7 separate regions of the Mus musculus genome follow, and all the other regions are linked to region 3. A link is a contact called in public ChIA-PET, Hi-C, HiChIP or PLAC-seq and promoter capture Hi-C data. All regions are on one chromosome and are shown on one strand. The core of a region is the stretch at or near the end of the contact, and the rest is flanking DNA. Distances in the headings are between cores, read along the strand shown.

The links. Promoter capture Hi-C pulls out the DNA fragments that hold promoters and counts their contacts. A called contact is a pair of places that touch in the nucleus more often than the background predicts. ChIA-PET counts read pairs in DNA pulled down with a chosen protein or histone mark. HiChIP or PLAC-seq counts read pairs in DNA pulled down with a chosen protein or histone mark.
Region 1: an RNA polymerase II ChIA-PET map of memory CD8 T cells shows a contact between it and region 3, with 9 read pairs. The contact joins the enhancer-like site here to the promoter of Dennd1b in region 3. A contact is called at or near these places in 2 of 39 promoter capture datasets (hippocampal neurons and pre-B cells), 3 of 115 datasets of contacts at active chromatin or transcription factors (bone marrow-derived macrophages, memory CD8 T cells and pancreatic cancer cells) and 1 of 9 other capture datasets (liver).
Region 2: a contact with region 3 is called in a Hi-C map of adipose-derived mesenchymal stem cells, with 2.6 times the contacts expected there. The contact joins the enhancer-like site here to the promoter of Dennd1b in region 3. A contact is called at or near these places in 2 of 39 promoter capture datasets (the 3T3-L1 cell line and hippocampal neurons), 2 of 484 Hi-C or Micro-C datasets (adipose-derived mesenchymal stem cells and spermatogonial stem cells), 4 of 115 datasets of contacts at active chromatin or transcription factors (effector CD8 T cells, large pre-B cells, memory CD8 T cells and 1 more) and 1 of 9 other capture datasets (adipose tissue).
Region 4: a contact with region 3 is called in an H3K4me3 HiChIP or PLAC-seq map of bone marrow-derived macrophages, with 4 times the contacts expected there. The contact joins the promoter of Atp6v1g3 here to the promoter of Dennd1b in region 3. A contact is called at or near these places in 9 of 39 promoter capture datasets (the 3T3-L1 cell line, 3T3-L1-derived adipocytes, the C10 cell line and 5 more), 3 of 115 datasets of contacts at active chromatin or transcription factors (bone marrow-derived macrophages, pro-B cells and thymic regulatory T cells) and 1 of 9 other capture datasets (liver).
Region 5: a promoter capture Hi-C map of pre-B cells shows a contact between it and region 3, with 3 times the contacts expected there. The contact joins the enhancer-like site here to the promoter of Dennd1b in region 3. A contact is called at or near these places in 2 of 39 promoter capture datasets (the C10 cell line and pre-B cells), 3 of 484 Hi-C or Micro-C datasets (B cells, Th1 cells and pre-B cells) and 1 of 9 other capture datasets (adipose tissue).
Region 6: a contact with region 3 is called in an RNA polymerase II ChIA-PET map of memory CD8 T cells, with 40 read pairs. The contact joins the enhancer-like site here to the promoter of Dennd1b in region 3. A contact is called at or near these places in 3 of 39 promoter capture datasets (the 3T3-L1 cell line, cranial neural crest and hippocampal neurons), 4 of 115 datasets of contacts at active chromatin or transcription factors (effector CD8 T cells, embryonic forebrain, large pre-B cells and 1 more) and 1 of 9 other capture datasets (liver).
Region 7: a contact with region 3 is called in an RNA polymerase II ChIA-PET map of memory CD8 T cells, with 131 read pairs. The contact joins the promoter of Ptprc here to the promoter of Dennd1b in region 3. A contact is called at or near these places in 9 of 39 promoter capture datasets (the C10 cell line, cranial neural crest, frontonasal cranial neural crest and 5 more), 3 of 484 Hi-C or Micro-C datasets (the HPC-7 cell line, Th1 cells and pre-B cells), 6 of 115 datasets of contacts at active chromatin or transcription factors (the SCID.adh cell line, effector CD8 T cells, memory CD8 T cells and 3 more) and 2 of 9 other capture datasets (adipose tissue and liver).

What each region holds. Positions count from the first base shown.
Region 1 is chr1:138,247,255-138,251,041 of GRCm38.p6, reverse strand. No RefSeq gene overlaps it. Among named protein-coding and RNA genes, the nearest start is that of Atp6v1g3, 25 kb to the left of the region's middle. Within about 2 kb of position 2,086, at least 60 of the 459 cell types and tissues checked have an H3K27ac peak or open chromatin away from gene starts, as enhancers often do. A contact at or near this core is called in bone marrow-derived macrophages and memory CD8 T cells, where this site is marked.
Region 2 is chr1:138,346,387-138,349,976 of GRCm38.p6, reverse strand. No RefSeq gene overlaps it. Among named protein-coding and RNA genes, the nearest start is that of Atp6v1g3, 74 kb to the right of the region's middle. Within about 2 kb of position 1,291, at least 160 of the 459 cell types and tissues checked have an H3K27ac peak or open chromatin away from gene starts, as enhancers often do. A contact at or near this core is called in adipose tissue, adipose-derived mesenchymal stem cells, effector CD8 T cells and 2 more, where this site is marked.
Region 3 is chr1:138,961,169-138,965,208 of GRCm38.p6, reverse strand. It overlaps Dennd1b (DENN/MADD domain containing 1B), which reads right to left and starts at 1,500. Exons shown (of 22, transcript NM_001166501.1): 1 at 1,324-1,500. The coding sequence starts at 1,340.
Region 4 is chr1:138,271,579-138,275,276 of GRCm38.p6, reverse strand. It overlaps Atp6v1g3 (ATPase, H+ transporting, lysosomal V1 subunit G3), which reads right to left and starts at 1,539. Exons shown (of 3, transcript NM_177397.3): 1 at 1,430-1,539. The coding sequence starts at 1,511.
Region 5 is chr1:138,190,472-138,194,413 of GRCm38.p6, reverse strand. No RefSeq gene overlaps it. Among named protein-coding and RNA genes, the nearest start is that of Ptprc, 17 kb to the right of the region's middle. Within about 2 kb of position 2,618, at least 151 of the 459 cell types and tissues checked have an H3K27ac peak or open chromatin away from gene starts, as enhancers often do. A contact at or near this core is called in B cells, Th1 cells, adipose tissue and 1 more, where this site is marked.
Region 6 is chr1:138,303,105-138,306,808 of GRCm38.p6, reverse strand. No RefSeq gene overlaps it. Among named protein-coding and RNA genes, the nearest start is that of Atp6v1g3, 31 kb to the right of the region's middle. Within about 2 kb of position 2,453, at least 65 of the 459 cell types and tissues checked have an H3K27ac peak or open chromatin away from gene starts, as enhancers often do. A contact at or near this core is called in effector CD8 T cells and memory CD8 T cells, where this site is marked.
Region 7 is chr1:138,173,806-138,177,632 of GRCm38.p6, reverse strand. Ptprc (protein tyrosine phosphatase, receptor type, C) reads left to right here and starts at 2,507. Exons shown (of 32, transcript NM_001111316.2): 1 at 2,507-2,618. The coding sequence starts at 2,546.

The DNA.
Region 1 (3,787 bases), core at 837-3,336, 710 kb after region 3:
TGTGTCTAAGTTCAAAACCCAAGACCTTCAAGTTCAGGGCTCTTCTAAACCAGCAACCAAAAAAAGCACCAAGCCCAAATGCAAAAAGATTGTAGCTTTAGCTGTTTAAACATCCCTAATTCATGCCTTATGCATGAATTTGTCTAAGGGACTATTTCTGAGATTACTTTCTTCTGGCAAGAATTCTGCTTTAAGTTAAGAAGTGAGGGGTAATGAGTGCTGTAGATAGAAATAGTCACTGAGAGTAGAGCAATTAAAACTGAAACTTTTTTTTATCTTTTGCTTACTTACCTCAATTAGAAAATATTTAATATTGATAATTTTGGAAAATATATTGGACTTTAAATTAAATCAAGGAAATACTGCTTTGTGATAGGATTTGTGTTTCTGTGGATTAATGATCTCATTGGATACATAATACAGAGGGAAACAAAGCATTTTAATTCAGGTAACCAACTTCCATTCTTTCTTCATCTCTCATCTTTATCAGTTCCGTGTCCATGTCTATGACCTCTATTTGTAATCATTACCTCTATCTCTGTCTCCTCTGTCATAATCTCTACTTTCCTCACTCCCAGTTCCATTCTAGGATTATGGGCTGGGAATGAAATAGGATCCAGGAAGTTCTCTACTGAATAACATTGGGCTGATTTTAGAATCAATTAGTTTTTGAGTCAGGCATCAAGCTGGTCGTAGGTTATTCTAAGAAATGTTAATATTCCAAGATAGTCCAGATCTGACATCTTAGCAGACAGAACCAGATTTTTCCCTCAGTAATGTTTTCTTTGGGACTTGTTTGAACACAAGTTGAGTAACCTCAAATAAGCAAAAGATGTGAAAATGGAAAACACAGTAGAAGGAAGAAAGCTTCTCCTGGCTTGGCAACTACTGTACCATGAACTGTATCCACTCTGAGTAATCAACTCTTCAAAACAATTTATTTTTAGTGGAGGGCAATGTTTAGCTTTTCCAAAGATTATGTTTTTAAAGTGTTATTTTTTTAAAAATATAGTTTACTAAAAGATGGCTTAGTGGCTAAAGTACTGAGTTCAGATTCCCCAGCACCCATGTAACAGCCTGCTATGGCTATGTGCACACCTATAACACCAATGCTATGGCAGTCAGAGATAGGAAGATCTCTCTCTCTCTCTCTCTCTCTCTCTCTCTCTCTCTCTCTCTCTCACACACACACACACACACACACACACACACACACACACACATCTGATTACTGGAGGGATTTGACTTCATTTTCTTTGATCCAAAGTGATTTCTATTGCTCCAGCTGAAACCTGCTTATCTAGAACCTTCCCTGTGGTCCTCTCTTAGTTTTCTATACAGTTCACACTTTTAAAGCTTTTGTGAATTGCATTTTCCAGATGAAAGGTTGTTAAGAGCCATGTCATTCAGAGTAGGTAGTTTAGCATACCATAACCAAAGTGGGATTAGAGACCCCATCCCCTACAGTTAAGGCACACTCAACCCAAGTTGTACTTAAAATTAGGATCTGGATCTCAAATAAATCATTTCCCCTTGTCACTAAAGAAACATGCAACTAAAGAAAAAAAAGTGCCCTGAGATGCTGTAGGATAAGTATTCCTTAACGAAATAAAACCATGACCTAGGAACCATAGAAAAATGAGGATCAAAAGTAAGTCATAAAAGATTGAATGATCTACACAATATAATCCCTTGAATTCAGTAACTATTTCAAAATTTCCTAATTTTATGTATTACACTATGTAGATATAAAGTGGAATTGTGGGAAGGTGTAAACTGAGAGCTAGTGAATTCAGAAAGTGGTCTTTAGAAGGGAAACTTCCAGTTGCCCAGTGTTGCATAGTTGTTTCATCCAGATTGGAATGAACATTCCATTCAGTAGGGAAAACTCCTTAAGGCAAGAAGGTAAAGAACTCAAAACAGCTTCAGGAAGTTCCCAAAACTGACCAAATTCACTAGGTCCCTTCCTCCCAAGGCAAAACAGTCCAAACTGCTGTGAGTCACTCTCAGATAAGCCAAGCTGCAAAGAGGACTCTCAGATCACAGCCACACCTAAACCAGCAGAAACCAGCAGAAAGTCCCTGAAGACCTTTAGACAAATCAGTCAAATGGAAAGGACACGCTAACCTAGTGAGCTGTCTGTAGGCTATGCAGAGTGTTCCAGGTGACCAGCTTTTCTGTACTGTTGCCCGTGCTAGAGTGTGCTTTATTGGGGTAGCTGTCTGTGAGTCATTTTTACTCATGTCAATAACTCCAAAAAGAAATCTCATTAACTTGGACTTTGGTGGTATCTATACTTTGGTCTGTTTAGAGTACCTATCTGGGATGAATAGATGTATGTGAATGTGTGTGTGTGTGTGTGTGTGTGTGTGTGTGTGTGTGTGTGTGATCATGTGATCTCAGGAAAATTTTGTAACACAACATCTGAATAGTGACATTGATCAGTTTCTTGAAGACACATACTAAAATTTTGTTAAGGGAAACACCTGTTATCATTTTGTCAAATCATAGGACCAGGAAAAAAATGTCACTTTCCTCTTTCCTAAATGTTTTATTGTAATAAAAGTAGGGATGGAAGATAGAAGCAGAAAGACACAGAAATTACTCAACAAGGAATGCTTTTGGTTTCCATTACTTTCCCCAATATCTCAACACTTGCTAGTGTCCACGACCCAAGGTAGAAACAGGCGCAGGCAAAGCTACCCAGAGCCAAGCAGAAGCTCAGAGACACATGGGTGTGGCTGCTGATGTTAGTCCTATTGAATGCTTCCTGTCATAAAAAAGGAAGTGTAGAAGTGTGTGTACATCCTTCTGCTTTAGACCTCTCTCTCTCTCTCTCTCTCTCTCTCTCTCTCTCTCTCTCTCTCTCTCTCTCTCTCTCTCTCTCTGCTTGTATGTATGCATGTGTGTGTGAGCCTCCAGGGTGTGTGTGTGTGTGTGTGTGTGTGTGTGTGTGTGTGTGATGGTGTGTGCACGTATTTGTCAGTTTGGATATGTGTTTCTATGCAGGAAGGTAGGCAGAAGGGAGGGCTGCTTGTGGTAAGTCAGCCCTCCTTAAGGGCAGTTGTTGATGCTTCCAGGGTGCCGGATATCACTCTCCATTCTCAAGGTCTGGGAATGATTGTCTTTAATTACCTGTTTGGTTTTACTCCCATATTTCTGGACTACTACATCTGTTTTGAATTTTCTGTCAATTACTAAAGCAATATATATTCCACGAAGAAAATTTAGGAAATACAGAAGACAGGAAAATAAAATAAAATGGGCTCATAACTCTGTCATCCTGCAGTAACCACATTAGCATTTTGCTCTGTTCTTCCAAGCGTTCGGTTTTACAAAACCGGGATGATGTTGTAGATGATGCTTTATGCTCTCCTCTGTTCCTGTCTATCCATTTCCCTGCATCCAACCCTCCTCATCCTTTAGCATCTACTCAGCTGTTGTCTCTAGGGGTCGTCTGGTAGAGTCCATGATCCTTCCATAAAATCGCTTGTTTGCTTCAACATTCTAATCTTTCTCTGTGAACCCTCTAAATGTTTAGCTACTGTTCGATTGTGTGGCCAATACTCCTAGAGGAAAACAATATATTACTGTGCTAACCCCTCAGAATGTTGTTCCTCTATCCCAATATCCCTAGCTCTGTATTCCCAGTGTTCCATTGGCCCTGGAATTGTTCTTGGGGTGTCTTGTGCTGATCCTTGAGTTCTATTTCCTCACAGGTCTTCACTAGACTCAATACAAGTATCTCATTGGCCTCAGTGCATTGTTTAGGACCAACAGAAATATT
Region 2 (3,590 bases), core at 42-2,541, 620 kb after region 3:
TTGAGCCTATACATTTGTTTCAATCTCTCTACTGGTGGCTGAATTAAAAAAAAAAACAGAGCAGTAATACTCAATGGAAAATCCATTTTTCAGATTTGCTACAGTGCAGGAGTAGAGGGCACACGTAAGTCTAACAGGCAGCCTTTGTGATGTGTTCAGCAGGAGAGGGTTTAGGAAGTTAAAATCAGTAATTTCATAGGCACTGAGGTTATGCAACAACTGGTTAAAATCATTGCATATGATGAAGAGTTGGCATATTTATGCATTACATATGAATATATTCATTTACATATAATATTCATATAGAAATGAATATTATATATCATGTATATAAATGAATACAACCTACTCAGCCTATATAATATTACTTGTATACATATGTTTTCAGGGTCGGGCATTTGGTATTAGATAATCAATTGGTTTATTTCTTTACCTATTTTTCTTCTCTGAGACTATTTCTTTTACTCTCTCACAGAATTCCTTAGTTGTGTGTTGTGTACGGTTGAGGCCAGTAAGCCCCTGTCCCCTGAGTTAACAATACACCTTGAGGTCATATAATACTATGACTGCCATCCTACTGTGTACTTGGCCTGCTTGCTTAACTTGATTTAAGAGAACAAAAGAACACCCAACTTTATTTGCTTTGGATTTCCAATATAATCACCTTTTACAACCTACACTAGTGCATAGCTGTAATCTTAAATTATGTACTGTTCCATGCCCCTGACCCAGAGAACAGTGTGTGTGTGTGTGTTTGTGTTATGATAATCATTTGTTGAAAACAGCAAATATGTCAAAAGAGACCTTATGCTACAAATACTTGCCATAAATGTTGGAAACAGCATAGAGATATTGTTTGATACACGGTATGTTGGCAGTATTGTCTGTCACATGGCTCAGTTGAACTCTGTGATATTTTTGCTTATAAAACTTTGCTAAAGATTTCTGTAAAGTATCTCTTATACCCCCCCTCCCCCGCTCCAGTGAGAGACATGAGCCAAACACTTAGACATTAGGCAGCATACATAAACACATATCAGACAGACTAGGGACAAACCAGAAAGTAGAAGCTACCTAAGACCAATGTATTTTTCCCTGCACAAAGAGGATTTTCTTCCGGTGAGGTAAAGGTGAATGCAGAGTGTTTGCAAAATGCCCTGAGACCGTCAGAGCAATAGCACAAGGAAGTAAGTACCTATCAGATTGGGTATAATACCGTCTTCCCAGGGCAGTGACTTAGAAAGAGAGGGCTTGGGACTGTTAAAGGGGTGTGCGTGGCAGGATGTGGTCAGCTGGCTTTTGTGCTCTTTGTAGACTCTGTGAGTCAAGTGTGAGTCATGTCATGAGAAGTCTGTGTGGAATCTAACGAACAGCCCCAGGGAATGGCAGGAACCCAAAAGCAAAGCGTGTTCATGGGGGAGCTGAGTTCTACTTCTCATGGAGAAGCTAGTGAGTAAGGGCCAGAAGCCTCGCTGTGACCTGTCCTTCATCTGTACAGTGAGCAGATTAACCTCCATCAGCAGGAGGCCTGATGTGTTTGACTTTATGTAAGTGTTGGGAATCAATGAGGAAAATCTAAACAATAGTATCCAGGAGACTAAGCACAGCTCACCACACTGAGGTCCGAGCTAGCTGACTGAGGGGTGTTGACTGTTTCTGAAAAAAAAAATGGTAGTACCTGTAATTATTAACTGATTTATTTTTTTTCTCCCACTAGAGGAGACATCATCACGAAGTAGGAAGATGTAAAGCAATTAGAAATATTCTCTGGCACCGTGTCAGCAGCCCTCCTGGCTCGTCTTCTCTAATTAAATATGAAATGTTGTAAAGTGGCTCATTCTTGCAAGTTTTCTCTTTTATTTCAATGGTGTCCATACACACTAGAAGAAAGAAAAAAAAACCCATAGGCATAAGGGTTCAAATTGACCAATCTGTAGATGCTCAGAATTGAATTTGGGTGAAAACAGTTCTAAGTTTCCAATAATTCAATATATTTCTTTTAACATTAGCTAGAAATGGCCATGTAGTTCAAGATGCCAAATGCACTCAGTATGGAGGGAGGACACTGATTATTTTAATGGATTTGTTTAAAAATGTATAGTGTTTTCTGCTTATTCAGGAAAAAATCTAACGATTTCATTCACTATCAGGAAGAAAAAAAGCAATGCATATGTTATATATTTATATACCCACAATAGATCACAACCACAGAAGTAGTCAATACCATGGATGACAGCTGGACACAGCTACATAACTGGTGAAACAGAATACCCTGCAGAGTGAAGTTGCTCAGACTGGAGACTGATGCTCCTGTGTGAGAATGGCCCTTCCTCCTCCAGTAGAATTCTATTAGCTATAAAATAATTTCTGAAAAAAAATTATGTTTGAAATTTATGGAACTTAAGTTTTTAAAATTTTCCCACTTGCTTTTACATCAAAAGCAAATCATAAGCTAAATTTATTGAGGTTAGATTTTTGAATTTTGAGAGGAGAATACTGCTATGGAGTAAAATTTAGTTTTGTGTAAATCTCAAAAGTTGAGGGGTTATTTTAAAGAGCATGGCTATAAGGAGTGTTCCATGAGCAGTTTGATGGGGAATGCCCATTGCTACATATTGCAGGAGAAAGACTTTTGGAGTTAACATCTGTTTCTTCATTCAACTTTTACCTTAAAAAAAACCAACCCACTAGTTTTCAGAAGGGGAACCAGGACGCATGTGCCTGTGAATTAATGCAACTTATTCTCATCATTCGCTATTGCTGTGAATCTTCCCAAAGTAAGCGAGCATCCACAAGCGCTGAGGAAGAAGTCATAGAGTATCGAGTGTCTTTGTTTTCTTCCACCTAGCTGGAGGAAGGCTGGCAAGCTCTCAGGATCAGGCACTCCCTCAAGATTGCAAGAGCTTCCTGGCTTGATACTGGCCAGAAATAACACCACAGAATGTTTTTTTACAATTCTACTTTTGGGTAAAAACAGGAAAGGGAGAGGCAGGTTGAAATTAAATTTAAAAATAATAAGATGGATATGAGCAGAAAGAAAATATAACCTTTTCTTTTCAGTTTGGGAAAAAATAAAAACGAACTCTGATCATCCAGATTGTTCACTTACGTGCTTTTGAGTAGGGGGATTATGGAGTGCTTTAAACATGTTCCAGGATTTCTCTTTACTTTTTCCCCACACGTGGGCTACTGAGCTAAGCTGACCGTTCCTCACTCACCTCTCGGACCTGGTAGTCACTCCACTGGAAAGACTCTCTGCTGTCTCAAGTGCTCGGTCGGAGCAGGCGAGGTGCTTGCACACTAAAGGGCCTTTGCATATTCTCAGGACTGAAACAATTGTTAATATTTGTAGTTGGCTATTACATTTCCCATCCCCATCCAATCAGTGGTTACTAAACATGGATCATTTATATAACTGCAAATGCTATGCCAAAGCGCTAAATCTAACATTTGACGGGCAGAAAAAAAATATTGTTATTGAGTACAACGTTATTTTTCAAACTCTGAAGGGGATAGCAGAGTAATATGAGGAGAACTCCCGATCTTTTGTCTTTCCATGCTTTCTTTCCGGTGTCCGTTGTCAGAGTGAA
Region 3 (4,040 bases), core at 251-2,750:
ATACTACATGCTTAGCCCATTTATTTGGTACATTTCAAAAGGCAGACTGAAATATAGTGAGATACTCAAAGCAAACAAAAATTTGGTATTGTAGAGTTTCTTTCCATCAGAAGGTATAAGATTAAGTCTGGGGATGTAGCTCACCAGTGCACAGTATCTGCCCTAGAGTGCTTGAAGCCTTGGGTTTGACCATAATGGGAGGGAGAGGCAGGGGACTGTTAAAGGAAAAGACATCACAATGCACAAAAGTGATGGTGTATATTTCAATTACCCTGTTAAGACTAGTGCCTTTGTACATTGGCTTGTTTAATACATAATTTCTTTAAGATATTAATGCTATCTCTCACTTCTAAACAAACATTGATTTTAAATATATATATATATATATATATATATATATATATATATATATATATATATATATAACATGACATTCTTTAGAACTGGAGGGAAAGACAACCCATACAAATTAATTTATAAATATCCACTTCTCCACTTCCTCATCCCACCCGCTATTAACTTGTTTCATGAGCATAAACCGGGCTCCAGCTATCTTTTTTTTTAATTCCCTCATAGTACAATAAATTGTCCAAAGAGTAAGTTGTGTGTTTTTTTTTAATCACCCTGTCCTCTATGGTGTCAAATATTAAAGGAAATATTCTAAAATGTGTAACATTTCTATCTTCATAAGATATTTAGAATTTGTCTTAGGTAAATAAATCCTGACTCGGTAATACTTCTCTGCAATCTACAGGGCCTTTCACTGTGGCTCTAACACACAGTGAGGTAGAACGGAAGAGGAGGGGGCGGTCAAAGAAGACGAGATTTCTTCCCAAAGTAAAGTTTCCAGAGAAAAAGCTGCAAATACCCATCTCTAAGACACCTCCAAGCAGAGCCGCCACCGTTATTCAAATTGCTTTTTACCTACTCCCTACAAGTAAAATGGCCAATGGTGAAGAGCCACCTTAGTGCATATACCACTCTGCAAGCAGCACACACACTCAGCGGCTGCACAAACAAACACCGCTTTCATTTTAAACGAAGGGAAAGCATCAGAAAGCAACCCTGGCCACCCTGAAAAATCACCCTAAAGGGAACCACGGCGATCCTAACGCCGGGGGAGCGGTTCCCTAACCACCGCTCGCAGAGCCGCCCGCCCGTCCGCCCGCCCGCCCGCCCGCCGCGGCGCACGGCCGACCCGGCCCGGGGAAGACCGGTCGCCGGCCGGGCAGGCTTTGCGGCCTAGCGCCGACCTCCGCGCAGCGGGCCGTACCGGGCAGGCCGCACCCGGGGCCGCGGAGGCCTGGCCCCGCCGCCGCTCACCTGGTCCTGCGGTCCATGGTCACATGTCGCTGCGGGGCTGCCGTCGCCCCGCGCCCGCACGCCCGCACGCCGTCCGGGACGCGCTGCTCCGAGCGGCGGCTGGCCCACGGCGCCCTCCGCGGCCTCGCGGGGACAGCACCGCGGCGACGCCGCCCCCGCCCCTGCCCCTGCCCCCGCCTCTCGGTTCCCGCGACCCGGCCGGCGGCGGCTTCGCCACCTTCCGCGAACCAGGAAGTCGGCGGGAGGGGGAGGGGGCGCACGGGGACGCGCCCGGCGGCTGCACCTGGCCGCGCGGGCTCCGGGCAGGACCTGCCCTCCTGCTGTCCTGGGCACCGGCTCCTGCGATCCCCGGCCTGGGAAAGCACTTCTGCCCCGGGGTTCCCACATCACGACTCCCATTCATTGCAAATTGGGAGCTCGAGTGGATGCTCTGACTTCCGCCTCACTCCTGCCCGTGGCCCCGGTAGTGCTCTCTCGGAAACCCAGAGCCGCCCCCTCCTGATTCAGGAATGTTCAGACTTCATGCACCTGCTAACCAGCTCTGCCAAACTGCTCAAGGACAGGCTCCAGTTGCCGGCACATATGGGAAACACATTCCTGCCGCAGACACCGGACGCACAGCCAGGGACTTAACTTTTGAACACACAGTAGCAGGCCCCCTAGAGTGTCGTTCTAGGGGAGCTGAGAGGGCACCACGAAGGATGGAGGAGGTGGAACCTGATGTGTTTCTGTAAGCAGTGACAAACACTGGCTTGGTGTTTTCAACACCTGAGCTATAGGTAGGTACCTTAATCCAGAGCAAGAGACTGGATCTGAGATAAGGAAGCAGTAGGCAGTGGCAAAGTTGGAATCTAACCAAGCTCAGCTGCTGCTGATTCTTACTGTGGCTTCTTACTGCCTCGTCTGCTGCTGTCTCAGATGCAGGATCTACTAAGAAGACATTTAGAAAGATTTATGGTAGACGTTGAAAACATTGTCCAGGGCTGGAGAGTCACACAGACTCCTTAGGGACTGGAGAAGGCTTTCTCCCAGCTAGCATTCCCCCTTGACAAGGCTAGAGTGACTGTCATGCAGTAAGGGTTACTTCAGACTGTATCCATCCACACAGAAAGTACGAGAATGAGGAAACCAACATGGTATGAATGTGGTATGAGTCACGACACATAAAAGTCAGACACGGAGCCTTGGAAAATAAAGACTAGATTTGATCTTATACTTTCCTGCTAAAAAAAAAAAAAAAAAAAAAAAAAAACGGTGTTGCTCCATCAAGATAGAAAGATATAGTCCACAGCCACAAACCTCTTACTTTAAAAAAAAAAAAAAAAAAATGAGCTCCCAATGTGGTTGAAAAACAAAACAAAATGTCAGAGCATACTGTTTTTGTCACAGCTTGTCTTGGCGTGGGATATTAACTTCAGTTTCTCGCTTCCTACATTTGTAAAATGGGAATTATGATTCGCCTGTCACATGAGGACTGTGCTGTTCAAGTTTAAAATTGCAATGCTTCTTGTGAGATATTTGGAGAAATCAGTGAATTTCAGTTTCACAATTAGGCCAACTATACCATGTTTATATGGTTTTCCCATATAAAGATTTTTGCTGCCTAACTAACAAGTTAGCTTACTAGAAAGACTTGAAATAAATTCTGTAACTAAAAACGACTTCTGCCCCAAGAGTTCCTGAAATGTGAGAGTTTCTTCTTTCATTATAATTAATTCTTCTCCAAAGTAAACAATCCTGTCTAGGGTGACTGTGCCATGAATTCTTAGTTTGGGGTGAGAAAATAGTAACAAATGTTTTCAATGTCCGTTGTTGGAATTATATAAAATGACAGTTACTCTATAAAGTTAAGATTGTTACTTATTCAAGCTATACTAAGTATGAAGACAAAATGTCCCATATATTTACTCTGTATCAATCACATTTGAGGCCAACTACAATAAAGAGTTAGATATTATTGATCTTAATAAATAAACACAGGCAGGTATGATTTATATACATAGTTTATCGAAAATTAGTGCAGATAGAAGTTGGAATAAACCTGTCATGTTTATTGAAGTAAACCTATGTTTATTGAAACCAGTGATATAATTTTGGTAATTTTCGCTTCATAGAAAACAACATTACTAATAGAGAAGTTTATAGAAGGCAAATAATCAAATTGGTTGTCACATTTTCCCAAGATCATATTTCAGCAGTAATATTTCCTACTTGACAATAACATTTTTAGAACCATAGTAATTCAAGAACCAGATACTATAATAGTATTGGCAAGGAGCACATAACAGGACTATAGATTAGTGGCAGAGTAGTTGCCCACCACCTACAAGGTTCTGGTTTGATCCCCAGCACAAGAAGAGGAGAAAAAAAGTAAAATATATTCTTCAGCTCATGACTGTAGTAATCTAAGAATATGACCTTGATGATGAATGTGGTGATGTCTATTACTAAGTTGGTTTCAGCTTTGACACAATTTAATAGTGGGAGAGAAGGTGAATTAAGATACACTAACATGTCCATAGGCCTACCTATTTCAACCTACACTTCTGTCATTTTTTTGGTTGGTTGGTTTCGGGTCTTGTTTTGTTTTGTTTTAATAGTGGTTTCCTAGTAGTAGTGTAGCTCTTTTGATCTTTTTACATAGAAACTTTCTAAACCATTATGTTTGAGCTTTTTCTTCAATACCTGATTGTGCCCATTTTCCTCAAGCTACACCC
Region 4 (3,698 bases), core at 290-2,789, 690 kb after region 3:
CACACTCTCTTGCGATTGCATGCATGGTTTTGTCATGGCAAAAGGATATAGAGTGTTAGTAATGGTTTTAAGTACCTTCCTCCTTCCCTGCCTTTGCTGTCACCCCTCTAGAGTTGTGGTGGTGCTCACATGGCAGAATGTTCGGAAACCAATTCACCATAAGAAAGGGGAAGGGTTTTACTGCCACTGCAAACACCAGAGAATGAACACTGTCTGCCTGCTTCCTGTCTGACATCCCAGAAGTCACATAAGCAACATTTTAGAGACACTGCAACCCCCTTCCTATCCGATTTTGAATCTATCTGCAGACAAAGCAGGAAAATGCTATAAAGATGAATGACACTTCAAATTGTTACATATTAGTAAATGATAGAGAGAATCCTGGAAAAACATAGATCTTGGCTTAGGGAACCAGAATTCAAGATGTCAGTCTTGTATAAAAACTATATGAAATGTCTATACTGCATTGTTTAGGAGCTGGCTGCAGATGGAGACCTGGTCCAACTCCTATTGGTTCCAAGTCTTCTCTGTGTGACCGTGAGCATCCTAAAAATGCTGCTTAGCATCATGTCTTCCTTCCACAAAGACCATTGTGAAAAGTAAACAAAATAAATACTGAGCATGGTAGCTGATGTTGTATTTTTGTCTTTTAAAATATTGCCTTGGGCAAATCATAAAACCTATTTTTTGCATTCATGAATTAGAAATAGTTTTGATGCCTTACTCACACCGTGCATGTCAATAAGAGTAGGAAGAAAGTTAAAGACACTCACATGCAAACATAGATATATATGTCTAAATCAGAAGGCAGCAAATGAGACCAAAACAGAGACATTTAAGATGTTGGGATGTAAAAGGCTACCCAGAGAGGGAAAGCAAGCTGTTAAACGTTATCTCAATTTAATGAAACTGTAAATAGCTGCTCAAAAAGCATCAAGCAAATTGGTTTAACTTGTCTTCCTCCTTCCCTTTCTTTGCCGTCACTCCTATTAGAATCTTCTCCTCTGTTGTTGGTGCTCACGTGGCTGGGTGTTCAGAAACCAATTCACCACAAGGAAGGGAAAGAGTTACTGCTTAGTGATGGACTTGATCAGAAAGTTGCCTGTCTCTACACCATTTCACAGTATGGTGCCAACTGAGGTGTAAGTGTGTAAAAGAAGATGCAGAGGTAGGCTTAAGCCTATATCCATAACCTCAGAGCTATTCATTTTGCACACGGCCTCTCAAAAGCATCCACCCCAATTAACAAAAACCCCTTCCTGGTGTGGAGTGTGGAACATGCAGCTGCAGAGTTCCTCCTAATGGCTTAAGGTTTCACTAGGAAAGTAGTAACATCACAGTTCAAATCCAGGTCTGCTTGACAAGGACTCCCATGGTCCTCTCCCTCGTCCCTCTGCATTTTCTGACCAGCCCCTTGGGTGACACTTACTTTTCTTTGCCTCATCTAGCTTGTCCTTGGCCCTTTTCTCTGCCTGCAGGAGCTGTTGGATCCCCTGAGACTGGCTGGTCATGGTGTCTTGCTCCAAGGAAGGTGACTTCGGTGGAAGCTGGGAGATACGGGTCCTTTTCAACTTGTTTTGTCAACAGTGAACACATAGGTGTTTGTTCCAAACTTGCCTGATTGGATCAAAGAGTTGGATGCCAAGGTGAGCTCAAGGAGGAATCCAGGAAAACAAGTTAGTGACTCCAAGACACTGGCAATTCACTGTCACTGACTTGAGCTCTGTATTAACAAGGCAACTATACAGGGCTCCCAGGTTTCCTTAAAGAAATAGGTAGGACATCTCTAGGAACAATATTTGCCACCATATACCCCCACATCCCAATACTGACCTGTTGCTGAATTGCCTTTCAGGTTACAATGTTTCTCCCTGCACCTTGTATTTGCAATAATTTCTCAGGCCTTTATCTGTCTCTGTGATTGAATTATCTGCTTGAGGAAAATTGATTTTCCTTCTTCAAGGAAAGAGATTGTCTGTCTTTGTGGGTGAAGATCTATTTTCTTCTTGTCCTAGGCCTCAGGTAGAAAAGGAAGACCATTAGGGCACCTTATGCTGTTCTCTTGTAAGGCTTTGTTGGAGTTCATGATGATCTTACTACAGTGCTTCAGGCAACAATAGGAGGGATTATTGTCCTGCACTTGAGGTTAGTTTAGGCATATCTTTTCTGTTACTTTGTATCTATGTCCATCTATGCACAATGTACAGTGATGTCCACATATTTCACCTGATTCTGTACAGTAAGAGACAAATAAGAAAGCTACTCAAGTAAAGAATGCAACGTAACATTTCTATGCATCCAATGCTTGTATTGGAAAGGAGGGGTTGGTTCCTTTTTCACTTAGATGGTATGACCCACCAGTGGGTTTTTCATGGACTTCAGCTTGAAAAACTTCTGTCACTTAGTCTGTCAGGTGCAATTTCTTCCAATAGGTGCCTGGATTTAAACACAAATTTAAAAAGGAGGGCCAAGCCTTTTAAGGTTTCAAAGATTATTTTTTCCTAATCTTTTCAAGTGTCTCATCTATACCAGTGGAACAGGAAACAGCCATATCAGGCTCCTTTCAGTATGCACTTCTTGGCATCCACAAAAGTGCCTGGGTTTGGTAACTGTATATGGAATGAATTCCCAGGTGGGACAGTCTCTGGGTGGCCTTTCCTTTAGTCTCCGCTCTACACTTTATCTCCATATTTGCTCCTGTGAGTAATTTGTTCTCCTTCTAAGAAGAACCAAAGTTTCCACACTTTAATCTTCCTTCTTCTTCAGCTTCATGTTGTCTGTTAATTGTATCCTGGTTATTTCAAACTTTTGGGTTAGTATCCAGTTATCAGTGAGTACATACCATGTGTTTTCTTTTGGGACTGGGTTACCTCACTCAGGATGATATTTTCTAGTTCTATCCATTTGCCTAAGAATTTCATGAATTCATCATTTTTAATAGCTGAGTAGTATTCCATTGTGTAAATGTACCTGACTTTGTCTCCTCTTCCCTCCTTCCTCTCTGTTTTCTCTCTCTCTCCTTCTTCCCTTCCTTCCTTCCTTCCTTCTTTCCTTCCTTCCTTCCTTCCTTCCTTCCTTCCTTCCTTCCTTCCTTCCTCCCTCCCTCCCTCCCTCCCTCCCTCCCTCCCTCCCTCCCTCCCTTCCTCCCTCCCTCCCTCCCTTTCTTCCTTCCATCCCTCCTTCCTTCCTTCCTTTCTTCCCAACAAGATCTCATGTAGCCAAGACTGGTCTGAAACTCACTCTATGTAGGGTTAACTTTGAAATTTTGATCTCCCTGAGCACTGGGGTTGTAAACATATATAGCTACACTTGTTAATGCCTGTTGGGTACTGAGAACAGAACTTTGAGTGCTCTAGGCAAGTGCTAACCCAACCCAGCCATACCTCTAGCCCCTTCAATCAACTTTGACAATGCTTAATTTTATTGCTTAATATAATAATTAGTGCAAATGGGATAATAGATTTATCAATGTCATGGATCTTGATCAATGCACACTCCTACTGAATTTCAGCCGATCTTAGACTGTGATACCTTTCAGTAGCTGTAATGTTGGAATCCTTAGTTATTCTGTGAACTGTTAAGTGGAGATTGTTATGAGGAAGTTCTTATGCAAGCAGCTTTATTGAATATCTCAGCTAGACCGAGAAAAAGAAACTTAGAGGGCTTGATGTTAAATAGAACGACTTCATGAAAATTAT
Region 5 (3,942 bases), core at 1,369-3,868, 770 kb after region 3:
TTTACATGTGGATGATTTACTCAGAAGGTCAACTTGCAAAAACAAGGGAAAAATGCTTTTAACTACAATTGTGCAACTTAATTCTTTTGATACAAATTCATATAGTCCTTATATTACGTTTGTGTATCTACAGGCTTTTCCACCCAGCCAGCCACTTTGTTCCCAGAAATAACAACTCTGAGACTTAACATTTCATGAGTAAATGCTTATGCCAAAAGCCTTGGCTTATTCCTGTTAGCCCATAACTTAACTACCTATTCAATCTATTCTAAGTCATCACACATGGTTGGTCACCTCTCCTCTGGTTCAAGAATCTATCTCCATCAGTATTCATGGCAAATCCCTGCAATTATTTACTGGAATCTTATCTTTCTTTCCCAAATACCCCACCGTAATCTTGCCATCATCATTGGCCATAGGCTTTTTATGACAGGCGATGCTTCCACACAGTACATAAAGATTCTCTCTACAGCTGGGCAGTGGTGAGGCAGGCCTTTAATCCCAGCACTCGGGAGGCAGAGGCAAGTAGATTTCTGAGTTCGAGGCCAGCCTGGTCTACAGAGTGAGTTCCAGGACAGCCAGGGATACACAGAGAAACCTTGTCTCAAAATACAACAAAACAAAAATAAATTCTCTTTACACTTTAGATTCCATGTTTAATCTTTACTTTGCTGCTGTTGTTGTTCCTATACTCTTGAAAGTATGCCACTATTTGCAAACTTCAAACTAAAAAACATCTATTTCTCTCAAGATTCCAGGAGTAAATGAAAACTAGAACTAAAAAGGAAATGGCATGACTGCTTGTAGGGACGGTGAAGGAAACTGTTTATTGCAGATGAATAGGAGAGCAGAGCCAGAGACAGACACACCTGAGAGTCCAGAGCCAACAGAACCCTGAGCCCTGTGAAGACTCAGAGAGGAACAAGGAGAGAGAAGCACTGACCAAGAAAGGCAACCTGGGCTGACAGACTGACTACAAAAGCGGCATAGCCAAAATGGTTGGGTTATATAAAGAAGGGCAATGAGGAAGGGCAGCCCAGACTCTGGCCTGGAGAAGTTTAGAATGAGCGTGGGGGTATGCCATACTCTGAAACAGGTAGGGACTGAAGGATGCTGGGAGCATGGCTGCCAGGTTCAATTATCTGCAGCCAATTATCCAGGGTTTGAGACAACATCAAGGAACTATAGGTCCAAGTGAGTTCTTTCACAAAAGCAGATTCCAACTTGGTTTTTATAGCCACCTACAGGGACTACTAACCAGAGCAGTACTATCTTGTAGCCAAGCAAATGTGAGTGTTTTGGGGGAGGGGTAAGATTTATTTATCTTTATTTCATGAGTATTTTGTCTGCAGTTATGTAAGTGCATCGGGAGCATGCCTGCTGCCTGCTGAGGTCAGAAGAAGGCATCAGTTTTACAAGTAGTTCTGAGTTGCCATGTGGCTGCTGGAAACTAAACCCCAGGTTTTCTCCAAGAGCAGTAAATGTTCCTTATAATTGATGACTTGTCTTTCCAGCCATTGGGCTGGGTTTTTGGTGCATGGGCTTCAGGTAGCTCACTCATGGATCAGCAGCAACACAAGGGCACAACTAACAGGGCAGATTGTGTTAGCTGGTGGGCAGGATGAACATGTAGTGTGCCGCGTTTTTCCTTTCAAATCCCTTCCTGACATCACAGAAACAATTAACCTCTTGTAATGAGGTTTTCACACATGTCTTCAGGTACAGTGCAGATTTTCAACCCATTCCTGATGTTCCCAAGTCCCACCTTCTACATTTAAATGAAGATGGTCCTGTATGGAGATGGGTCTATGTCAGTATCATTCTGAGCATACCCAATCTCTCCTATATGGAGTTGGAATGATGATGAATCAGGGACAGGAGGTAGACTTGTAAGGCATACATGTGAGTTGGGGTACTAGAGGAGGCCTTCCCTGTATGGGAAGAGCTGCTGGCCCTAATGTGCTTGTAATATGCATGTGAACTTTGAGATGTTGTCATGCGGAAGGAATTACACTTCTGCAACTCACTTCCACCACACAACACCCAGGGGAACGCTAACCCAGGCGTTGGACCAAACCCATACATCTGTAAATTTGATATTCAACTTCACTGGGTGCTATGCAACCCAGTCTGTTACTTCCTGCTCCAGCAACCCTACCTCCTCCAGGTTCCCAGGAGGAAGTCCCAGACAAGGGATGGGATTGCAGCAAGCAGTTCAGCTTCCCTGTTTAGTACAAAGAGTTATGAAGGTGGGTAAGAAGGCTGAGCTGGGGGCAGGCATTGTTAAAAGGGGAACCGCTGGCTTCCTGTGAGTGTGGGTTCTTCTCACCCCAGCCTGCAACAGGGAGGAAGCCATTGACTTCATCTGAGAGGCTGTACATAAACATCTCTGAACCTGGGGCTCCAAGGTCCTTTGCATTGTGGATCAGAAAGGCTCTCTCTAGTGACACAGAAGACCCCATGTTGCTACTGCTAAGGCCACCAAGCTTCTGGTCTCCCATGCCCCTCGGCTCCTGCCACAGCTGTGGATCCGTGCCTCTCCTTTTGAGCTTACAGGGTTCACAGCACATGCTTTGCAGCTGCACCACCCAGCTAGAGGCTAGAGGAGTGCAGCAAGCTGAGAGCATTTCCGCCCACATCAGAAGGCAGAGAGAAGTTTGCGGAGAGCTACAATGAGCCCTCCACCAACTGCTTTACATCTTCTAGGCCAAGATTTCTCAGTCTTTGCCATGCATCATTGGATGGGAGACCACATGGACAGAGCTCTGTGGTGGGAGCTGGCCTTAAAAAAAATGCATGGGTTTTAGGCGTAAGAATTCTTTCCTTATCTTTGCTTTCCAGCAGCTCTGTTCAACACATCTCGGCTCCGGCTCTGATTCCTGCTCTCTCTTAGGATTTTGGGGCACTACACACATTCTGGGCTCAGGGAGAAAAGGCAGAGAAAGGAGAGCTAGTAAGAGCTTGAGGAAAGGAAAGGAAGGGAACAGAGAAGGAGGGGGGGAGAGGGAAAAAGAGAGAAGGAGGGAGAAGGGAGGGAGGGAGGGAGGGAGGGAGGGAGGGAGGGAGGGAGGGAGGGAGAATAGGAACGTGAATGAATACATCAACCAAGATTTTCTTAAAACATCACAATATAAAAGCAAAGCAGGGAAAGAAAATGGGAAACAATTATAAGACAAAAATGTGAGAATCTGGGATTAAGGGAAAATCAGAAGTTCTTTCCTTCATCCACAGCTACCCATTCTCACTGAAGTTCAGGGAACAGCCTGAGAGGTTTTCCACCATCCCCTCCCACTAACGTGCCAGTGGGCATGAGTCAGCCAGGATCTTTATTTTTGCTTCTGCCTCCTAGGTGACTTTTTCCTTAACCTGCCCCACCTCCTACACTTGGACCATAATTGCTGCCCCCATTCCCTTTCCTGTTCTCTGTCTACTCACTCACCCACTCCAGCAAGCATCCCTGATCACTTCCTCCTTCAAGCTAGAACACTCCAGTCACCATGATAGTCCAGTCACAGCACCCTTTAACTGTTTGCTTACAAGTCTGTTTTCTCTTCTAGAGCATGAGATGCTGTCAAGTGTGGGATTTCTCTTGCCTTAGTTTTTGTGCCCTGAGATACTATGACCAATGGCAAAAACAGCCCACAGCCCTCAAAGAGCAAATACAGGAATCCTCCAGAGGGAGAAAGTTTTCCTCCACATATTGTTGCTATCACAAAATCTGTGCTGCTCTAAGTCAAGAAAACAGACAACTCACTTCTTAAAAACAAATTATTTCAGAACATCACTGTATAAACTACATGTGTGTGTGTGTATACATATATGTGTGTATATATATATATATATATATATATATATATAGTACCATAATTTTTCATACTTCTTGTCTTGAATTTAGCATGTTTCATTTTTACACTAAGAATTTATGTGGTAGCCAGAGAAACC
Region 6 (3,704 bases), core at 1,204-3,703, 660 kb after region 3:
ATAAAGAACTCAAGAAGGTGGACCTCAGAAAATCAAATAACCCCCTTAAAAAATGGGGCTCAGAACTGAACAAAGAATTCTCACCTGAGGAATACCGAATGGCAGAGAAGCACCTGAAAAAATGTTCAACATCCTTAATCATCAGGGAAATGCAAATCAAAACAACCCTGAGATTCCACCTCACACCAGTGAGAATGGCTAAGATCAAAAATTCAGGTGACAGCAGATGCTGGCGAGGATGTGGAGAAAGAGGAACACTCCTCCATTGTTGGTGGGATTGCAGGCTTGTACAACCACTCTGGAAATCAGTCTGGCAGTTCCTCAGAAAATTGGACATAGTACTACCGGAGGATCCAGCAATACCTCTCCTGGGCATATATCCAGAAGAAGCCCCAACTGGTAAGAAGGACACATGCTCCACTATGTTCATAGCAGCCTTATTTATAATAGCCAGAAACTGGAAAGAACCCAGATGCCCCTCAACAGAGGAATGGATACAGAAAATGTGGTACATCTACACAATGGAGTACTACTCAGCTATTAAAAAGAATGAATTTATGAAATTCCTAGCCAAATGGATGGACCTGGAGAGCATCATCCTGAGTGAGGTAACACAATCACAAAGGAACTCACACAATATGTACTCACTGATAAGTGGATACTAGCCCAAAACCTAGGATACCCACGATATAAGATACAATTTCCTAAACACATGAAACTCAAGAAAAATGAAGACTGAAGTGTGGACACTATGCCCCTCCTTAGAAGTGGGAACAAAACACCCATGGAAGGAGTTACAGAAACAAAGTTTGGAGCTGAGATGAAAGGATGGACCATGTAGAGACTGCCATATCCAGGGATCCACCCCATAATCAGCATCCAAACGCTGACACCATTGCATATACTAGCAAGATTTTATCGAAAGGACCCAGATGTAGCTGTCTCTTGTGAGACTATGCCGGGGCCTAGCAAACACAGAAGTGGATGCTCACAGTCAGCTAATGGATGGATCACAGGGCTCCCAATGGAGGAGCTAGAGAAAGTACCCAAGGAGCTAAAGGGATCTTCAACCCTATAGGTGGAACAACATTATGAACTAACCAGTACCCCGGAGCTCTTGACTCTAGCTGCATATGTATCAAAAGATGGCCTAGTTGGCCATCACTGGAAAGAGAGGCCCATTGGACACGCAGACTTTGTGTGCCCCGGTACAGGGGAACGCCAGGGCCAAAGGGGGGGAGTGGGTGGGTAGGGGAGTGGGGGTGGGTGGGTAAGGGGGACTTTTGGTATAGCATTGGAAATGTAAATGAGCTAAATCCCTAATAAAAAATGGAAAAAAAAAAAAAAAAAAAAAAAAAAAAAAAAAAAAAAAAAAAAAAAAAGAAAGAGAAGGAGTTACCAATAATAAAAAGGAGAGAGGGAGACTGTATAGATAATAAGAAACTAATTACAAGTAACTTTTCACCCAAGAAAACAGAAGTGTTCTGCCTTTCACAGGGCTGAGTGAATATCCTCCTCCAGCTGGGAATGAGGTTATTATTATTTGGGTCTAGACAGCAAGGCTATAGTAGTGTCCTTTGTCAATAGTATTTGTAACCTTTATGGTGAAAAGGGACAAATTTCCCCACAGCTTTTAATAAAAGGTTCTCAGAAGTAGCTATACCCTCTTTAGGTCCTGGAATGAAAGAGATTGATAAAAAAAAATACTGTAGCAAGTCTTATCATCTCACCCGAGTGCGGGGAAGCCTGAGGCCTGGAAGGGAGAAAGAGAATTCAGGAAGAGGGTCTATTTTGAAGTGCTGTGGGTGTACTGGGATAAAGGACATAGAATTCTGGTTGTGGTGGGACAACAAAGGGAACGGGAGACAATGGCAGAGGGTAAATAAGAGGATGAGCCATAGGAGCCGTGGGGGAAATGCTGGCCCAAGGAGGTGGAGAGCACTTCAGGAGTGGGAGCTTTGTCTGAGTCCCATATGAAGAACCAGAAGGAGAGAAACATCACAGCACTGAATAGAGGGGAAACCAAAGGGAAATGAGTATAATAGCTTTCACCAGATGGGACCCAGCCCCGAGACAGAGAAAGGGAGGGCGTCTAGCCCCAGCCTGGCAGAAGGCGTCAACCTAAGATGTGCAGAGGAAAGGATCCTTCAGACAATTTAGCCTGAGAGTTTATAAACGTGGAGCCGGTACAGCTCAGAGCAGGGAGGAACATAGTCTCGCATCCAAGCACAGTGCCCTAGAAGTGAGACCCTGACATTCAGAATGCAGAAGAATGTGGCCTGCATTTAACAGGAACCAAGCAGCTAGATACGAGGAGGAAGACTTATTTTAGAGTGACTAAAAGAAAAAGGCACTTGCTGGGCAGAATTACCATCAAGATAAGGGTGTTCAAAGTGTGCAAACAGGAAGAGCTTAAGGGTGACAAAGTGAATGTCTGACCTGTCACCTATGTCACAATGGGTGGAGTAGGGTGGTGGTTGCTGGTTTTCCAGTGAAGAAGCAGTAACCAACACAAGGCCATACCATAACAAAGCACTTGATTAGCTTCAGGATTTAGAGACTGTGTCTGGGTCCTGGTTGTAGCAGTTGTTGGCACTGCCACTTTGAGCAGAGTATTTAACCTCTGGGTTTTGGTTTTTCAATCAGATCCACAGTATGACACACCACTGTTTGATTTTGATGAACACTGAAAACTGCAATGCACCTGAAGAAGTTGGTTCTGTGCCCATCAGATAGCACAATGATGTCTCCGTCACTTCATAAATATTGTTAAAGTGTTGTGCTAGACTGGGCCCTGGGATTCCAGACTCTGGCTTCAGGGCCCTTTCTAGCAAACTGTACAAGTACATATGACACCTGGTTAAAAATGTGTTTATGGAACTGACAGGAAAGATGAGAGGCCATCAGACTCTTAAAAGAAAGGTAACAGGTTGAGGTGTGTGTGTGTGTGTGTGTGTGTGTGTGTGTGAATGACATGTGAAAGTATTTTACCTAGAACTTGTGTATATTTGTACATGTACACAAACCCAACCACATGCACACACATATGTATACTCTCCCCCACGTATGCACACTCTCCTATACGTACATATAGCCATATACAGAATCATATACACATGCATATATGCATAGACACATCCACATCCACACACTTACAAACATACACATACATGCATACATACACATGTGCACACATGTAGCTGTATGCACATGTGTATACATGTACACACACATGGTAACAGGAAGTATACTGAGTAACTAAAATGTGATCTGTAGATTTCAACATTTGCAACGGAAGAACAGGAAGGGTGGACCCAGAACTTCTACAGCTGTGGTATCTTTGCACATGTGCAGTAGGTAAGTTTTTAGAGGGGAATGTGAATCATAGGAGTTAATGGTAAAATGTGAGTCCTGGTCAACTCAGTGTCTAGGCACCTGTGGAGGACAGATGTTGATGTCTGGATATCCTCCTCCATCACTTCCTCACACCACCTCCACCACCACCACCACCACCACCACCACCACCACCACTGTCGTCATCATCATTATCATCAACCTCATCATACTGCTCACCGTCATTATTTTATTAGTTTGTGCACGTGTGTGTGTGTGTGTGTGTGTGTGTGTGTGTGTGAGAGAGAGAGAGAGAGAGAGAGAGAGAGAGAGAGAGAGAGAGAGAGAGAGAAGGTCTTTATCTCACAATG
Region 7 (3,827 bases), core at 1,258-3,757, 790 kb after region 3:
CTTGAGGCTTTAGAATTTTATTACCTGGAATTTAAGTTGTAAGGTTATTTCCATGTACAGAAAGGGGGATGTGCAAGTTTGACCCTGCAGCTCCTTGAAATCAAAGTAAGAGGAAAACAAAGTTTTAAGCATCAAAAATGTATCTGCAGGGTGCTGCAGAGATGGCTGAATGGGAAAAGTGCTTGCCTGTACAGGCATGAGAACCTGAGTTTGGAACTCCAGAACCCATTGTAAAAGTGACTATGCATGTGTGTAACCCCAATCCTGGGGACTCAGAGACAGGGCTTCATTGATCACACAGTCTACCCTAAATGCTGAGCACAGCTTCAGTGAGATACCCTAACTCAAAAACATGTATAGAGTGATAGAAGAAGACACCTAACATTACCTTTTTGCCTTCAAATGTACACAGGTGGATGAACACATGTACACCACACAAACCCACAGAGAGACACAGAGATACACAGACACACAGACACACAGACACACACACACACACACACACACACACACACACACACGAAAACACAAGACCCTATGGTATTTCATAATTAGGGATTATAATCACTGTGTCTACTTGTCTCCCATTATCTACATATTTCAAACACTAAGTTATGTGTATATTCTTTTGTTTTTAAATGAAAGTAGATAGCAAAATATTACTAGATCCATTTAATTGTACTGTTGAATTCACAGGAACCTTTAAAATACTGTAGGCATGTTCTTATTGGCAAACTCCCTGAGAATACCATCATTCATTCAGTCTTCTTTTGGTAGTAGAGGGAGAACATTATAGAAAGCCACAACCAGTCAAACTCAGAGAATGACTGACCTTGAGGTTTCCAACCCAATTTGATGCATCTGTAACACAAGGCTTGGGAAACTTACTCAAGCTCAGAAAACTTCACAGAAGAGGGAGTGGAAAGAGTGTAAAAGCCAGAGGACCAGGACGTCTGCTACAAGATAGTGTCTTTTAGGTATACGGGAAGGGTATCATCATGAAACCTCAATAAATGGCTTACTACCTTAGCAAGACCTTAATGGTGACAAGATCAGTTGATATGCTAAAGTTCATGAGGGAAATCTCAGAGGCCCCCACTCAAGATGAAGCATGAAAGGTAGTTAAGGACTGCTGAATATAAGAATTAGACTTTCGCATGGTGAGCTCCCTAACTAGTTATGTGATACCAGGTAGTCAACCCTATGTACACACAGACAAACACAGACACATACACACACACCTACACATCTACACATCTACACACACACACACACACACACATACACCACTAAACAAACTCAGTAGGTTATACCTTCAGGTGTGTGTGTGTGTGTGTGTGTGTGTGTGAGTGTGTGTATACATGTGTAGGGGTGTGTGTGTATGAGTGTATGTGTGTGTAGGGATGCGTTTATTTGTAGGTGTGTGTGTAGCAATAAAAGTTAAAGAATAAATGGTATGAATTAGGGATGAATCTGTGTATTTGGACATAGGAGGGTTCTGGGGAAAAGAGAGAGTGGGGGGAAATAATGCAAATTCAATATACATGTGAAATTGATCAGGGATGTGTGTGGTGGGGTGGGGAAATACTATGATCAAAAGAAACAAGTTAACTTTGTAAAAGACAAGGCTTGGTTTTCATTGCTCTTCTTTCATTGGTAAATAGCACAGAGCAACCCCAAATGTAGGGGCACTCCTGTCTTGAAGCAGAATTCACTGATGCACAGAGGAGAGTCTCACTCCACCACTCAAGGAGATACCTGCATAAAACTCAATGAAACCACCACCAGCAGCCCTGAAAAACAAATTGGGAGGCTCTTTAAAGCCAGTGAAGGTAGTTTTGCATAGGAAAGCCACATCACCGAGGAAATAGGCATACCATTTGAGTCTGAGCTCCTTATGGTAAATAACAGGAGTTGGCAGACATAAGCAGAAAGACAGTTGGTTTGGGTCACTTGGTCGTCTTCAACGAACTTCAGAGCCTCGTACCAGCTTAGTCACTGTGTTATCTTGCCAACCCCTATGTTGTTATACTCATGTGGAAGCTTGTCATATCTTGGGTAAGAAAATTATTGATGACTTGGGAGGGATGTATTGTTTTTGAATAAAGCTTCCTTAAAAAGATATTAAAAAGGAGCAATATTTATATAGTTTAAAACTGTTTTCCTTTAGAGGAAAATTGAGACGAACCGCTAACAGCATAATTACTTGAATTAAGGAAGTAAGAAGCCATTGCACTGACTTTGAACGACCTTTTTTTTTTTTTTTTTAACTTCCTGCAAAGAGGACCCTTTACAGTATTTTTGGAGAAGTTAGTAAAACCGAATCTGACATCACCATTTAGCAGTGCATGTAGCTAGCAAGTGGTTTGTTCTTAGGGTAAGAGAGTAGGAAACTTGCTCCCCATCTGATAAGACAGAGTGCAAAGTATGCGTTCTTTTCTTTTAGTTTTGACTTAGCTTTACAGAGACAAACTTCAAGAGAGATAACCATTATTTTGCCTTTCAGGGAGACCCTATTTCTTAGGGGCACAGCTGATCTCCAGATATGACCATGGGTTTGTGGCTCAAACTTCTGGCCTTTGGATTTGCCCTTCTGGACACAGAAGTCTTTGTCACAGGTAAGCACACCCATATTCATTTTTACTTCCTTGTATTTTGTTGATTTTGTGGCAAAGGCTAGGTTGAAATGGCTATTTTTAAAAGTTGCGTGTGATGGATATTGAAAGTAAGAAGATTCGTTACTCCATGTTCAAGTTTGCCGTTGTTCAGAGAAACAAGGCCTAGTGGAGGGCAGCATACACTGCTTCTGTTCAAAATACATAAATGTTTCGGGGAAAGATCACACTTTAATAGGAAAGTTGACTCTCTTTGTCTCTCTTTATTTGGAAACTGTTCAGGAATGTAGCTAAAGCAATTGATCCAACCTGCATCTGCTATGGTTAGAGGAATTGTTAATTAAGTCAGCTTTTAATGCTTTTGATCAAAATATGAAAGGTTTAAAATCACGAGACAGCTTTGCTTGTGTGTAAGCCAGTCTCTTCAGACAAAGGGTTGTTTCCTCAAATGTTAATGATTATTAAAATAGGGTTTTGAATGCTCAGCTACAGAAAGGCTGAAGAGCACATTAGGTGCTTTAAAAACTCTCCGTGTTGTCTTACCATCGAATGTGTTTTGAATTAATCATTTTAGTTCTGAGATAATGCTTCCTATGAATTCTGCTGTGGAAATTCTGGTAGAGCCACCGCCCTTCCTGGGTGATGGGTACAGAGTACAGCCTTGAAAAGGTAGACGTGTGTTACAGTTCATAAAATTCCTACAAATGCTGTGTCCTTCAGGACAGGGTGACCAGGCAGGCACTGCTTACTGAAGGTTCAGTCCTTCTTACATATCTGGTCTGGTCAATAATTATTTCTGGAGTAGTTTCTCTTTGAGACATGAGTTGATTATCAAGTTACAGCTAGATGGCATTTCTCCTTGTAGTGTTTAATCTAAGATACTTTTAAATGGGGAAAATAGTTAATTGTATCAGAATTCAATTTTATTTTTTTCCTGATGTTCACTCCTCTCGTTTCCAAAGAAATCCCTGGTACTAAGCCGGCTAACGTCTGCTCTGTGTTGTCTGAGGGCCTGGAAAAGAAATGCAGCCTCAGATACTTGTTTGTTGATGTTATCACAATAAGTTTGTTTTGCTTTTTAATTGGAAAGATGGATTTTTTTTTCAAAAGAAAATCCAGTTAGGTAAGTTGCGAATTTGCTTGGATGAGGTTTATCTGGCATAAGATGATTTTAAACAATGCAGGGCACCACAGAATCTTGTCACAATGCAC